2 separate regions of the Mus musculus genome follow, and region 1 is linked to region 2. Evidence: chromatin contacts called from public promoter capture Hi-C data. All regions are on one chromosome and are shown on one strand. The core of a region is the stretch at or near the end of the contact, and the rest is flanking DNA. Distances in the headings are between cores, read along the strand shown. Region 1 overlaps Plbd2 (phospholipase B domain containing 2). Region 2 overlaps Fbxo21 (F-box protein 21).

The links. Promoter capture Hi-C pulls out the DNA fragments that hold promoters and counts their contacts.
Region 1: a contact with region 2 is called in a promoter capture Hi-C map of liver, with 6 times the contacts expected there. The contact joins two enhancer-like sites. A contact is called at or near these places in 2 of 39 promoter capture datasets (both in liver) and 1 of 9 other capture datasets (adipose tissue).

The regions. Positions count from the first base shown.
Region 1 is chr5:120,491,027-120,498,351 of GRCm38.p6, forward strand. It overlaps Plbd2 (phospholipase B domain containing 2), which reads right to left. Exons shown (of 12, transcript NM_023625.4): 3 at 3,352-3,510; 4 at 2,026-2,126; 5 at 1,639-1,853; 6 at 100-197. Among named protein-coding and RNA genes, the nearest start is that of Plbd2, 8.9 kb to the right of the region's middle. Within about 2 kb of position 4,220, at least 66 of the 459 cell types and tissues checked have an H3K27ac peak or open chromatin away from gene starts, as enhancers often do. A contact at or near this core is called in liver, where this site is marked.
Region 2 is chr5:117,977,977-117,984,822 of GRCm38.p6, forward strand. Fbxo21 (F-box protein 21) reads left to right here. Exons shown (of 12, transcript NM_001346588.1): 2 at 1-17; 3 at 1,765-1,859. Among named protein-coding and RNA genes, the nearest start is that of Fbxo21, 4.6 kb to the left of the region's middle. Within about 2 kb of position 3,180, at least 10 of the 459 cell types and tissues checked have an H3K27ac peak or open chromatin away from gene starts, as enhancers often do. A contact at or near this core is called in liver, where this site is marked.

The sequences.
Region 1 (7,325 bases), core at 2,970-5,469, 2.5 Mb after region 2:
TGCTCTCAGAGCTCAAAAGCCCTGCAAGCCTCATCTTCTCGCTGTCCCCAGAGCCTCTATGTCCCATGTCCCCAGGGAGCATGTGACTCAGCCACTCACCAGGCCACTGCCCAGGATGTAGAAGTCATCTCCGGAGAAGATGGTGCCCGGGTAGGACGAGAAAACCAAGTTGTTGCCAGCAACCAGGGGGTACTCCTCTGGGGATAGTGGGGGAGGAGTTGGTCAGGTGGGCTCTGTAGGTCACCCATCCCCCATCCCACAAGGCAGGGGCCTCAAGTGAGAGATAAGCAGTCCTCGGGAGGCCACTCTCATCCCTTCAAATGAAATGTGTAGGTGGCACCTGACTGGAATGCCACCATCAGGAGGACCCAAGTTCAAAGCCACCTGGGCTACATAGAGAGACTCTGACTCAGAAAGGAAGGGGAGGAGGTGGAGGAGGAGGAAGGTGAGGAGATAGAGGAATGAGAGAAGGAGGAGAGGGGGAGGGGAGAAGGGAGGAGGAAGAAAAGAGGGCAGGTGGAGGATGGAGGAGAGGGAGAAGGATTGGGGGAAGCACCCTGCTGCAGGGGATTGCCCTGCTGACTGTCTCTACTGGTCCCTTAACAAACTTGCAATGTGATGAACAGCAAGATACTCCTCAGTGTAGCTGGAAACGAGTTTTCCTTAAACACTGCTGAATGGAGAATTAGATTTTAAAAGGTGCAAATAGATACATTCATTTAAAAGTGTAGATGGATCTAACTTCATCAAAAGGGTCTGTGGTGGGGCGACTGTTGACAACTGATACTACAGGAGAAACAAAGCAATGCAAAATCAAAAGGGACCTTAGGATAGCACAAGAAAACAATCAGCAGTGGGGGTGCACGCCTTTAATCCCAGCACTTGGGAGGCAGAGGCAGGCGGATTTCTGAGTTCGAGGCCAGCCTGGTCTACAGAGTGAGTTCCAGGACAGCCAGGAATGCACAGAGAAACCCTGTCTCGAAAAAACAAAAGAAAAGAAAAAAGAAAGAAAGAAAACAATCAATTTGCAGCAAGGACCTCCCAAGGGCTGTGGGCAGCACATACAAGAGGGCCTCACTGCTTGGCAGGATTTCCTCTACACACGGCTTCCACAAAGTGTCCTGGTACTGTTTCAGGGAGACCTGCTCAGGCAGGCAGGCATTCTGCCATGGAACTCTATCCTCAGCACTCAAACAGGGTTTTGAAGGGTTAAAAATGTAAGAAATCTTGGTGAGTGCCTGTCATCCCAGTAAGACAGAAGCTGAGGCAGGAGGATTTCTAATTCAGTGCCACCCCACTATGAGCAACTTTTTTCTCCCCATTGCCTCTGTTTGCCTGCCTCACTGGGCGATGGTCTATGTTGGGCACACACTAGAGTTCAAGGCCAGCTGAGGTATGGAGCTCCGAGGCACAGCGCTTTCTGGGCAAGAGGCCCAGGAATAGATAGAGTCAGGAGAAGGTAGGAGGGTAGGTGCAGGCAGAGGGGTAGATGGTGGTGGTAACCTTGAGAGCCAGCTGAAAGAAACGCCTTGCTTGCCAAGTAAGAAATCCCCCAGCTGCTCCAGAACTTCGCTCAAAGCCTTGCCCCTGTGCACATGCGCATGCCCACCCTCCCTCAAGGATGCTCCCTCCTCCCACCTTGCGGCCCCTCCCGGAACTGCAGCCTGTACTTCTTGATGATGCGTAACATGTTCTGGTAGGAGTTCCACGTGTTGTGCGCCACCAGGAGGTCATGCCCGCCAGGCAGCAGCTTGATGAGGGCAGAGCATGAACCGGAGCCCAGGGAAGGCTTGGTGTTGGTCTTATTCAGGGCTGGCTCTAGGTCTTCCAGGTCTCCAGAGATCTGCAGCAGGCTTAAGAGGGAGGATGGGAGGGCCAGCAGCTACTTTGCGCCATGTCACAACTGAGGCTTTCTGGGTTCTGGGAGTAGGAAGTGGCAGAGCTGGCATGGAACTGGGACAAGTATGAAGTTCATGGTTCCTTTACCCACCCTGCGCAGGCTGGGGGGGGGGGGGAGGCACTTACAGGAACCCCAAGGGTTTGATGGTGAACCTCCCAGTTGGGAAGGTTAAACGGCCTTCATAGCTGTCCTCCAGGCCTTTCAGCTGCAGGAGGGTCAGCCGCACCTAGGGGAGGGGCAGAGGGAGAATGAGCCCCCCGCCCCCCAGTTTACCAATTCTACATAATAGCAGGGGCTCTGACCTGGCTCAGGGGTGCTCCACAGGCTCCAGCCAACCCTGACCCCTCTCCTGCTTTCAGTGAATAAACACTATGACACATCCTCATGCTGATCCCAAGTCACCCTCAATTAAGAACCTGGTCAAAAGCCATCTCTTCCTCAAAGCCTTCCAGTTTGGCCAGAACCCCTGTCAACACCTCCCTAGTCTTAGATGCTGGCTGTGTGGCTGCCCCGGCACCTGTGCCTGCTCCACCTCAGCAATTGAACTGGAGGCATCACAGTGATCCTCACTGGGTCCTGACTGGTGCTGGGCATACACCAGGATCTTAAGTACAGACAAGATAGATGGGCAGACAGGATGGGAATGGATCAACAGGAGGGAGAGGATAGACAGATGGACAGACAGACAGAAGGGTGGGTGGATGGATAGACTGACAGATGAATGGGACAGAAGGGAGCAGGCACATGGGATAGACGGGTTGCTATGTGTTGGTGGGTAAGCAGACATACGGAAGGGTGGGTAGGTACGTGAGGGAAGAGAATCTGAAGCAGCGAGGGCAGGAGATGGGTCGGCAGGGAGAACCATGTGTGTGTGTGTGTGGGGGGGGAAACAGCATGAATACTAGAGGGCACGCAAACAGGCAGCAGGGTCATCCACAGAGGCCACTCACTGCCTGTGCTGCACAGCTAAGCCCTCATGCCTGTAGAGAATTCACAGTCTGTGGCTTTTGCACTGACAACTGCGCCAGCAGCCCAGGACCTGAGCCTTAGCATCCAGTCTGTCTAAGTCTAAGCTCAGCCCAGGGAGGGAACGCCAGGCTTGGCTATGCTGTGTGCTTTCATCTCTCTCTTCCCTCTTCTGAAATAGTGCTCGCCCGTGTCCAGCCTTCTGTTGCCTTCCTGACAGTGAGAGCCACATGCCGCCACTTAGCTAGGTTCTCTGACAGCAGGAAAGCAGGACTGGGCATCTGGGCCAGAATGGGCAGCTGGAGGTCCGTCAAGCGGACAGATGGAAGGATGATGGCTTGGGGGGGAGGGGTGCAGATGCTGACAGACACTAGATTGGGCTGGGTTTCTGGTTCACTCAGGGCCAGCCAGGGACTGACTGCACAGGAGACAAGTACACTCAAAAGAGCCACCTTCCCTCCCGAGAGCAGGGTGGCCTGGCCCACCTGGTGCCAGTACGGAGAGTCCGGGTTAAGCTCCATTTCCCTCTGCATCCACTCCAGGTTGGCCTCCAGGAAGTTCTTAAGCTTCTCACAGTAGCCGACTTCGTATTCGAAGGGGCCGCAGTAGTTGACCACCGTGTTCATCCAGTGCATGTAGATGAGCTGTGGAGAGAGGACAGGCCAGCTGCTCTCTGTGCAGGGCCCTGAGGAGCAGCCCCCGGGCTAGAGGACTACCACTTCTACTCCGAGGCTCCCAGCCCCCCTCCTCTTAGGTCTCCCTACTCTGGGGCCTGTGATTTGGAAGGTCTAGATTACACTGCACCGCCTCTGTTGCTGGGGCCTGGATTGAGCAGTGTGCTCTGCCATCAAACATGGGGGTCTTGGGTTGTTTCTGTCGGTGGTATGGTACTGGAGATTGGACCCTGGGCTTCAGGGAGGCCAAGCAAATGTTCTGCAAGGCCAGCGGCTACTGGACCTCAGCCCAGCCCACGAGGTCTGATTTTGCTTTCCTCTGTTCAGAGTTGTTTAGAGGTGCGGTCGTCCACATGCGAGCAGGCCTTAAATACCTAATCTTGCTGCCTGCACCTGCCAAGTGCTGGATTACAGGTGTGCACTACCAAGCTTATACAATGCTGGACATGGAACCCGTGCCCGGCAGGCAAACTCTCCGAATGCAGCCACATCCCCAGCCACTGCTGGGATCTTTAGACAGGCTCACACACCTTAGCCTTAGCCTCTGGCCTGCTAGGGTGACTCCAGACACTGCAAACGAGTACCAAACTCTCAGTCAGAGGAATGTGTGTGTGCAGCTCCCCGCTCTGTTCCAAGCACGGAGGAAACAAAAACAAGTCCCCCTGCTGACTCACTGGGCCAGAGAAGTGTGCCAGGCTGCTGGCATGCCCAGGTGCGGTGTGCATGAGCTCGGGCTTGCCTGCTAGGGGAAGGAAGCCACAGCCAGCATAGCCTGCCCTCCAGCTGCTGGGTGTGAATGAGGTTATCCCAGACCACCCAGCCAGCTGATTGCTGCAGCACGGGTGAGCCCACCAAGGTCAGCCTGACCCAGAACGGCCAGGGCTCACAGCTGATGCTTCCTGGGAGTGGGAGTGGGGGCTGCTGACCCGTGGCTCAGGCCAGTGAGCAGCATCAGACAGTGGACATACTGCAGCCTCCAGTGCTGAGCGAGGCAGGGTAGGTGCCATCCCCACACAGTGGCCCAGCCTGGGCTTGCTGTTCAGAAGCTGCGAGGGGTCAGTCCACTGGGTGGCATTGCTGGGAGGCAAGGGCTAGAGGCACAGCCTAAGCCTAAGGTCTCTGAGGCTTGTCCTGGAGGGGACTCTGGGACCCTGCTCTCGTCCTCCTCCGTGTTTGCCTTCTGGCCCATGAAGGGAGCGTCTTGCTCTGCCAGGAACCGTAAGAGCCACGAAGCTTTATGAGCTCCTTGGCTTGGGTATTTCCTTACAGTGAAGTGAAACCAACACGTCCACTTTACAGCTGCAGAAACTGAGACACACTTGGGTGGGCAAGTACCTGTGTCCCCAAAACACCGAGACATCACGTCACAGGCCTGACTGGGGCCCACGCCATGATGTGGGGGTTGTTTGTTTTTTATTTGTTTGGTTTGGTTTGTTGCAAAATGCCAAATCCCCACACTCTCTGGGCCGCTGCCAAAGGTAACTTCTGGCCACACCCCACCCCACCAGAAACCTCCCCACAGGGACACGCACCAAATCCTGCTCATGCCCAGGCCCCACTAGCGCTCCCTGCCTCCTTGTACTTTGCAGGCCACTGCCCACTGTCCTGCCCTACCTGAGGGGCTGCACAGGAGCCCTACCCATCCGCAGGATGCAGCAATAGAGCAAACTGCCCTGACTGGAGGCTTGGGCCAGACAGAGCTGGATTCAAATGCTACTCCCAGCTTGGTTAAAAGGCTGTTTAACCTTAATGAGAGCCTTCACCTCCCAGGACCCATGCCCTGCCCCTGTCACTGTCAGTCACTGCTCCACCAGGACAGGCCTTCAGCCCAGTCCCGGCTACATAGTGAAGAGTTTGGAATTTTGGTTTCTTTCAAAAAAAAACAAGAATTTTTGTTAATGTTTTCATTTTAACCCCAGGTGCGGGGATATGGGGCTGCTTCAGACTGTCCACAGCAGCTGACTATGATTTGCCTCATGATCTAGCAGGGGTGTGATTTTGCCAGCAGCCAGTTGTCTACAATAGTGTGACATTTGGAATTCTGGGAATTTTTCAGAGTCATTTAAATACTAGAGCCCTGAGAGGCAGGGTGGGTGGTTGTTGGTTGATCAGGAGTGTTGGTTGCAGCTTGTTAGTAGTTGTGCTCAAAGAAGAAACAAGAAAGAAATTAGATTCAGGGATCTCTCTCTCTCTCTCTCTTTTCTTCCCTCTCCCTCTCTCTCTCTTTTTCTCCCTCCATCCTTCCCTCCCCACCCCCTTCGGGGGCGAGGAAAAAGGGTGAGAAAAAGAAGAACCCACAAGTAGCAATAACCAGCTACACATCTGCCACATTGGGTGTTCTTAAAACCACTTGGGACACCCCTTGCATGTTCCTGGGTCACCAATGGAATACAAAGTCAAATAGTGGCCACTGGACCCTGAGTGGATTTCAGTCTATAAGTTGATAACTAGTAATTTCTCAAAATGAGTATCCACTTCATTCAGTGTAGGCAAAGCTGCTACCCACAGCCAGGCTGATTTCTGAAAGGTGGAACACCAGACAGGGACTGCTGTTTTGATGGTTCCAAACCGGATAAGCAAGAGATTGTGCTCTTTGGGGACTTGACACATGCAGGAAAGCTAGTTTAACAAAAGTAGGAGCTAGCTGGTGATGTCTATCAGTGCCCGGGAGGCTGAGGCAGTAAGGTCACAAGTTCAAGGCCAGTCTGGACTACAGAGTGAGTTCAAGGTCAGGCTAGGCAAGCTTGTGGGACTGCCTCAAAACAAACAGTATGAAGATGCCTGGGAGTAGAGATCAGTAGGAGAGCGCTTCCCCAACATGTAGGAGGTCCCAGGTTTAATTGCCAGTATCAGGACAGTGGTGGTGGGGGCACACCTCTGTAATCCCAGCCTAGGAGGCTGAGGCAGGAGGATCTCAAAAATCAGCCTGGGCCACCGTCTCTAAACACCTTAAAATGGGACTGGAAAGATGGTGCCGTGGCCCTTTCTTCTCTTGTGAAGGACCAGAGTTTGGTTCCCTGCACCTCTATGAAATAACACCAGCTCCAAGAGATCTGACATTCTTCTGGCCTCCTTGGGCACCCAAATTTTTTATCTATCTATCTATCTATCTATCTATCTATCTCCCCTTAATATAAATAAATCTTTCCAAAAAGCCCTGAACTGGGGGAACAGACATGAAGGCAGAGGGGAACTATGGGCCACTTAGTTGAGAAGGGGGCACCAGGGGGGTGCAAAGAAGAATAGAGAATGAAGCAGGGGACACGGGTAAAATATGGAAGCATGTATGTATTAAATGTTGTATTGGGGCCACTGGGACGGCTCAGCAGGTAAAGGGGCTTGCCGCCAAGCCTGGTGTTCTGAGTTCGCTCCCTAGGGCTCACATACTGAAAAGAACAGACTCCAGAAAGTTGTCTTCTGACCTCAATGTATGAATCCTGATATACATGCACTCACCCACCCACCCACAGACACAAGTGTACCCACCCACGTGCAGACACAGAAATGCACAAAATAAGTTAAAAGGCAACCATCAATTTTAAAATGTCATCAAGAAGCCTATTATTTTGTACATGAGCTAAAAATCATACCTTTATAAATCTATAAATACAATAACAAAAAAAGAAAACATTATGCCAAGTGACAGTCATAAAAAGGTTTTCACTTCCCGGCACACTTGATGTACCCTGGGCTCCATCCCCACACTGTAGAGACCGGGTGATGTGGCCTGGCACTAAGGAGATGAGAATCAGGAGAATCAGAAGCTCTGAGACGTCCTTAGCTAC
Region 2 (6,846 bases), core at 1,930-4,429:
GGTTCTTTTCAGAGCACGTAAGCATCAGGCTTGGTCATGCTCTGTGTGTGTGTGTGTGTGTGTGTGTGTGTGTGTGTATGTGTGTTCGTGCGCGCACGCGCTCGTTCGTGTGTGCCTGCCATAGCTTTTCAGCTCTTGTTCCTATTTCCCTTTTCACTGCTCACACAGCCCTTTGCTTGCATGCTTATAAGAGTCATTGTGTCCCCTCTCCTCCCGTCCAACAACACGGAGCCATTTGTCCCTGCTAGCCCTACTTTTTTTAAAGCCAGAGGGAGTGGGGTGTTGAGGAGCGGAAAGGGACACAGGGCGGTGTCCACTAGGTCCAGAGAAGCCTTACTCTTTGAGACTGTTAGGCGCTTTATGCACTGTCAACCTCTTGGTGCCTGTTTCCCAGGGAGGCTGCAGAAGTGCATGCCGTGCAGGGAACTGCCTTTTTAAGGAACCAAGGTTAAAAGCTGCCGTAGCTGCTCCTAGCCATTGAGCATTTCTGTTTATCACTGTGGCTCTTTGTTCCGAGAGAGGAGGTTCACTATGCGGCCCAGGCTGGCCTTGAACTCCCGTCCAGCCTCCTGAGGACTGCGATTCCCAGGAGGCAGCCTCAAGCCTGGCTCGAGTCGTGTGTCGCTTTTCTGTAAGGGCTGAGATGTGTGTTTCTTTTCAGGTTCGGAGTTAGTCGTTGTTTTTCTCCCTTGTCCAGAAATGTCCCATGGAAATCGGTGTCCGTTCCATTCACTACTTTTTGTAGGGCTAGGGAATTGTCCCCTCTCGTATTTCCAGTCCCTGCAGATTGTGAGCCGACCAGTGTAGCTGACAGTGCTTGTTTAGTTCTTCTAGGTTGGTGAAGGTTATTTTCTGAAGGTTAGTTCTGATTTCCCACTCTGCTGTTAAAGGAGTTTATGAGCAGCGTTTTCAAGGCGTTTCAAGTTTTGAAAGAGCAGATCTGAACTTTGAACACATTTTTAACTCAGTCCCCAATGGGAACTACAAATAGACACCCCCCAATTTGTTTATAGAAATGCTTGTTAACGGCAGAATGAACCAAGGTTTGGTTCAGTCTGGAACAGTGCCCCTGCCAGTCAGTAACTACAAGTGTTCAGTCCTGGCTTAAATGTGCGCACACACAGGTGTTTTGATGCGGGGCATGTGGGATACAGTTAGTCACAAGCCACTGGTTCACAGGCTCTCCCTGGGATCCACCTGTGGTTGTGTGTGCTTTTCTCTAATAATGATGGATCGGTGAACTCTACTCCCCCCCCTTCCCTGTGTCACTGCTTACTTAATTAGAACGTGTGGTGGACTTTGAACGCAGCAGGGGCACAGTTAGAGGTGGATGCATAGATGGGTGATCAATTTGGCTCAGCACACTGGTTTTCTTGTTTTCTCCATGTGCACACAAATCAACCTGAAACACTGGCTGCTTTCAAAAGGGAAACTGGGAAAAATCCCAGGATGTTAACCCAAGAGTCTTAATGGACCACCACTTCTACACACATACCATCCACTTAACACACATCTATCTCCTTAGCAGGCTCGGAAACTCGGACTGTGTGAGTGTGAGGCTGTAGCCACGGGTGCCAGGTCTGAATGTGCCGTGGCTGCCATGTTGGTTGCTTTCTGCCCTGGAGGCCCTAGGAGGCTGTGTGTAAGAGCCGCTGTCACTGCTCTATGTGTGGCCTCCCTCCCTTGGGACTCTCAGCTATGTGTCTGCCAGGGTCAGCCACGCTAACTCATGGTTGAGGCCTCCTGTGTGTGTCTTCTCCACAGGTCCCCTGTAATGGCTTCAGTGACATTGAAAACCTTGAGGGCCCAGAGATCTTTTTTGAGGATGAGCTGGTGTGTATCCTAAACATGGAAGGAAGGTAAGGCACAGCTTCACCAGGATAACTGCAGAGGGAATTGCTGTGGGGCAGAGAGAGAGAGAGAGTGAGAGAGAGAGAGATTGCGCGAGCGAGCGAGGGAGCTGCGGTGTTTCCAGATAGTTTATGTTATGCCACAGTTATGCTCTGAGAAGCTTTGTGTACACCTACTCCCGGGGTGCACAGTTGACAGGTGGCTCACCCCTGAAGTCCCAGTGCTCAGGAGGTCGGGGCAGGAGAAGCGGCAGCTTTGAGAGAGCGCTGCATAGTGAGCTTCAGAACATCCTGGGATACAGATAAAGTCTTTTGAAAAAAAAAAATGTCAGGGGAGCCGGGGAGACAGTCAGTGAAGACCCAAATCTGAGCTCCCGTGTCATGCAGTGGCCATTCTAGTGCTGGCCTTGATGGCCACCAGCTTAGGCACACAGAGAGTACCAAACTCCATCGAGAGATTGTCTCTAAAGCTAGTGCATATGACTCGTGAGGAATGAGACCTTTGATCGACCACAGGCCTCTATATACGCTCACGTGTGGCTTTACTGAGCACGGGAAGACCTCTTTTCTTGTAGGTATCTAAATAGTAATTCCCTACATGCACTTAGCCATGGGGGGCCCATTTAAGGGGCAGGGGAAGGTGAGCCTGTGTTCTCCACAGACACACTTCTGATTAAGAAGAGCCCCTTGCGGGCTAGAGAGACAGACAGCTCAGTATGAACTGCTCCACTTGGACATAGGACCTGACTTCAGTTCCCAGCACTCACATTGGGTGGCTCCCAGCGCCAATAACACCAGTGCCACAGAATCTGAACCCTCTTTTGACCTTCTCAGTGCAGTCATGGACATATCATCGCTTAACATAAAAATGACCCCTTATCTTTTACTGTTGTTTTGAATGGGTATGTTTTGTATTTTCTGCCGAAAAGCTTCATTTCCAGTACACTGGTGACTTGACTTGCAGCCTAAGGAGAGACCTTCTATTCTAAAAGTTGGAGATAAAGATGAATGTCCGGAGGGGACAGTGTTTTGGGGGTGGGGGGTGGGGAGTTGGGAAGAGGTGAAGTGCCATCATTCAGTGCCTGGGAGCTTCCCCGGACCTGCTAACCTGTCAGTGTGTAGGTTTATATGTATGTACACTGGAGTATGCACTGACAGTATCGTGTGGTCTTGTAATGGCCGTTAGGCATGGCATGTGTGCGGTGCGGTTTGTTGGCTTTAGTTTGTTAGAGGTGAACTTTTTTCTTATTTGCACTCTTTCCCTGTCCTTCCCACTTCCTGCTTTTATGTTGACCTTTCCTGACTCCAGCCCCGTGGCTTTGCTTGTGTACTGTTGAATGTCAAAGCCAGGGCCAAGTGATCACTCTGGCCCTGAACTCTTCGCCTCACCTGCTTGCTTGCTTGTTTGTTTGTTTGTTTAATGTTCACTGGCATTTAACCTGCATGTGTGTGTCAGATCCCCCAGAGCCTGAGTTACAGTTATGGGCCGCCATGTGGATGGTAGGAATCGAACCCAGGTCCTCTGGAAGAGCAGCCAGTGCTCTTAACTGCTGAGTCATCTGTCTGGCCCCACCTGTGTGGTTTTTGATAGTGACCTGCTTTGGCTTGTTTTATCCTAACCACATGATAAGGTGGAGAGGGATTGTTGTTTGGCAAAATAGGGGCTGTGTGAGAAGCAGACCCTTCTCTACTTTTCTCAGCGTTACCCCAAGAGGTCTGTCCCAGTCGGCTGTTAATGGAGGAGGTCCCTTAGGTAACAGCTACCCTCTGTCTTCCTGGGACTCCCTGGTTGGCAGACAGCTGCTTGCAGTGGCTACAGTGTCTACTCTCTAGGCTTAAGTTCTTGGCCATGTGGGTTGGGAATAAGTTTCCTAGGTCAGAGTGTTGCAGTGTGTTGAGAAATGTGTAAAAACTTATCACAAAGATGTTGGTTTTCCCCAGATTAATACCCAATGCAGTGGTGTTCCAGGAGACACAAAGAGGCAACCAAAGTAGGAGTGAGAAGGTCTTTATTGTATTCAGTTGTTTTTCCAACTGGATAATGCTGTCATATAATAAGTACAGAAAAGTTAATCTATAAGAAGAGCCAGGGGAAAAGTGTTTAAATAAGTGTCACGGGACGCGTGCACTGTGAGTTAGTGGGGCAGACTGTGAAGGAGCTTGTGTCTGTGGAGACATCCCTGAGCAGGGGGATGGAGGAGAGGACCCCAGTAGGAGAGGGAGGCAAACTGTTGAGTAGGAAGTACTGCCTGGAACAGGGTACACAGCTGGAATCTGGCAAGTCAGCCTTCCACTCAAAATGTACTTGTGGAGAGTGAGCAGCTGACACTGTAACTGGCTGCCAGGCCAGCTGGGAAGCCACGAGTGTTCTTCAGAGGCTGCCATGACAGGAAAGTGGAGAGTGACTCTGCCTGGCCCATTGACCATCGTGGGAAACACCTTGGAATTCACTCTCCCGAGGAATGTTAAAATCTGGGACTAGTTAGGTCATCAGAAAAACTGAAAGTGTATAGCCTGGAAAGTCTGTGTCGGTAGCTCAAAACAAGGTTGAAACAGCATTACCCTTGGTGGGACTCACGTGTAATGACAAGGAATGTTGTGCCTCTTAGAATGTTTGGAGTGGCCAGTCTGCACCCTGTAACCCTGTTTGCATGCACAGTGGGGAGCGAGCAGTTTCTGTAGATACTCAAGTGCCCCTCTCTGAGTTTGGGATGACTGCACCTGTGTTGTTCTGTGGTCCGCAAAAAGCACAGCCTGCAGAAATAGTTTACCACAGAGCTTGTGTTGTGCCTGACTGAGAAAGTGGCTTGAGTGGCCAGTGCCCAGCGAGACACTTGTAAACAAGTTACTGGAGTTTAGAATCAGAAAGGGCCTTTGGGTATCCAGGCAAAATAGATGGAAGTTACTTCTATGCAAAAGAATGACTGTATCCTCAGACTTCAACACCAGCACTTTCTGCCAGGGGAAAAAGTTACTCCAAGATGTAAAGAAAATGCCAGCCAACGATTTTTATATCCAGCTGAATTGACTTCCAAGTCTAAAGGCCAAAGACAAACTTGTCAACTTGGAAGAAAGCAGACTTTGGGTTCTTTCTGACACTTCTGCTAGAAATGGAGTTTAAAACTCAAAACCACAGAGGTAGTCTGACTCAAGCCTCCCAGTGAGCACTAAATGTATTTAACTTGACCTCCTGGATGCAAATGCAACCTGCCCAGGAGACAGTGCTGTGTGTGTGTGGTTAGGGCAGGAGCCCTGACTAAGGCGGGAGTCACTAGCTGGAAGAACACTGAGCCAGTTCAACACATGAAGATGCTTGCTGAGGGCCTGAGTGCCATCCCTGGCATCCACACACTGGATCCTGCAAGTTGTCTTCTGACAATCCCATATGCCTCATGGTGTGCATTCACACACACACAGGTGGACACACACACACACTCACACACTTGTCCACACAATAACAAACCTAAATGTATCTTTAATAAGAACGGGAATTGAGCGGTGACAGTGGGAAGATCATACGCAGAATAGTCAGCGGCTTTCATATTCGGGCAAATGACAGGACAACTGCTCCTTATACTGAGGCCAGGCTGTGTGTAAGATGAAAGTGTGTAGTGAAGCCAGTGAGTGGCCATCCTGTTAGCTCATGTTGTGAGCGCAGTGTTGTTCAGGAGTACAGATACATGCAGGAGGCAAAAGGAGGTCAAAGCTTTTACCTCTGAATTTGAATTGACAGTGTCCGTGCGAACCCATGACCAGCGGAGTAGACATGGCCGTCCCGCTTGCTTCCCCAGTGCAGGCCAGGGTCATGGAGACATGGCTGCTTCTCAGGCCTGTGTCAGAAATGTACAAGATGAGCCCAGAGCTTCTTGGCACTTTAGAGCCAAGTCAGCAAGACTGCCGTCAGCCCCTCACTTCAGTGTGGGGCCTGTGTGAGGCCTCCGTGGGCTAAAGGTGTGGCAGGGTGCAGCAGACGGTCTTCGAGAGCATTACTCGGGCATTGAAGGAGAATCGGGACGCAGCACTGAGAAAATGAGCAAAAGGGATAATCTGAGCACTCATACCATCAGGAAACTGAAGAATCGGGGAGGAGCTCGCAGCCAGCCTCACTGATTAATTTGGCAGGGCTGGTTCAGTTAGACCTGGGCAGTGAGCAGCAGTGGCCACTGGTCTCAGAGAAGGGCACAGCCAGGCCTTGCCACCGCCTCCATCCGACTTTGACTTTTCTCTTTTTTCTTACGGCAGTCAGTCTCACTGTGTGGTCCAGGGTGGCCTCCCTTACAGCCCCTCTCTGCCTCTGCCTCCTGAGAGGATCTTTTGTTCTTGTGGTGCTGAGGCTAAAGGCTGGAGGAGCATGCATCTACAATGGCTCTGTACCCACAGATGGCTTTTGATGGAAGGCTCCACCGCCTCCTTGGGTCGCAGATTTAGATGCCACATACCTGGCATCTAAATCTCATGGAGCCTGTCCAGCCAATTTGTTGTGTATTTATTTTGTGTTATTGTTTGTCTTGTTCATCAGCGTATACTCAGGCTCTGGTGCCCTGTGCATGAGGTGGTCAAAGGGTAGTTTATAACAATTGGCTTTTTTTCTACCAGTGTGGATTGTAGTGATCAAAACTCAGGCTTGGTACCTTTCTTGCCAGCCTCTCCATCTACTTTCTAATAAGAAATTCAGAGCAAGCTAAAGCTTATGTGAATGTATTTCAAATGATGGGAAGTTGCCATTGGAGTGGGGAAACAGAGAGGGGCCCTTGAACAGTTTAAGAGTGTGTGTTGGTGGTCACACTGGAGCAGTGGTTCTCAACTTGGGGGTGTAATGACCCCTTTGGACTTCAAATGAAACTTTCATAGGGGTCACATATCAGGTAACCTTTACATCAGATATTTGTATTATAATTCATAACAGTATCAAAATAACAGTTATGAAGTAACAATAAGAATAATTTTATGGTTGGGGGTAACCACAACATGAGGGTTGAGAGCCACTGCTCCAGAG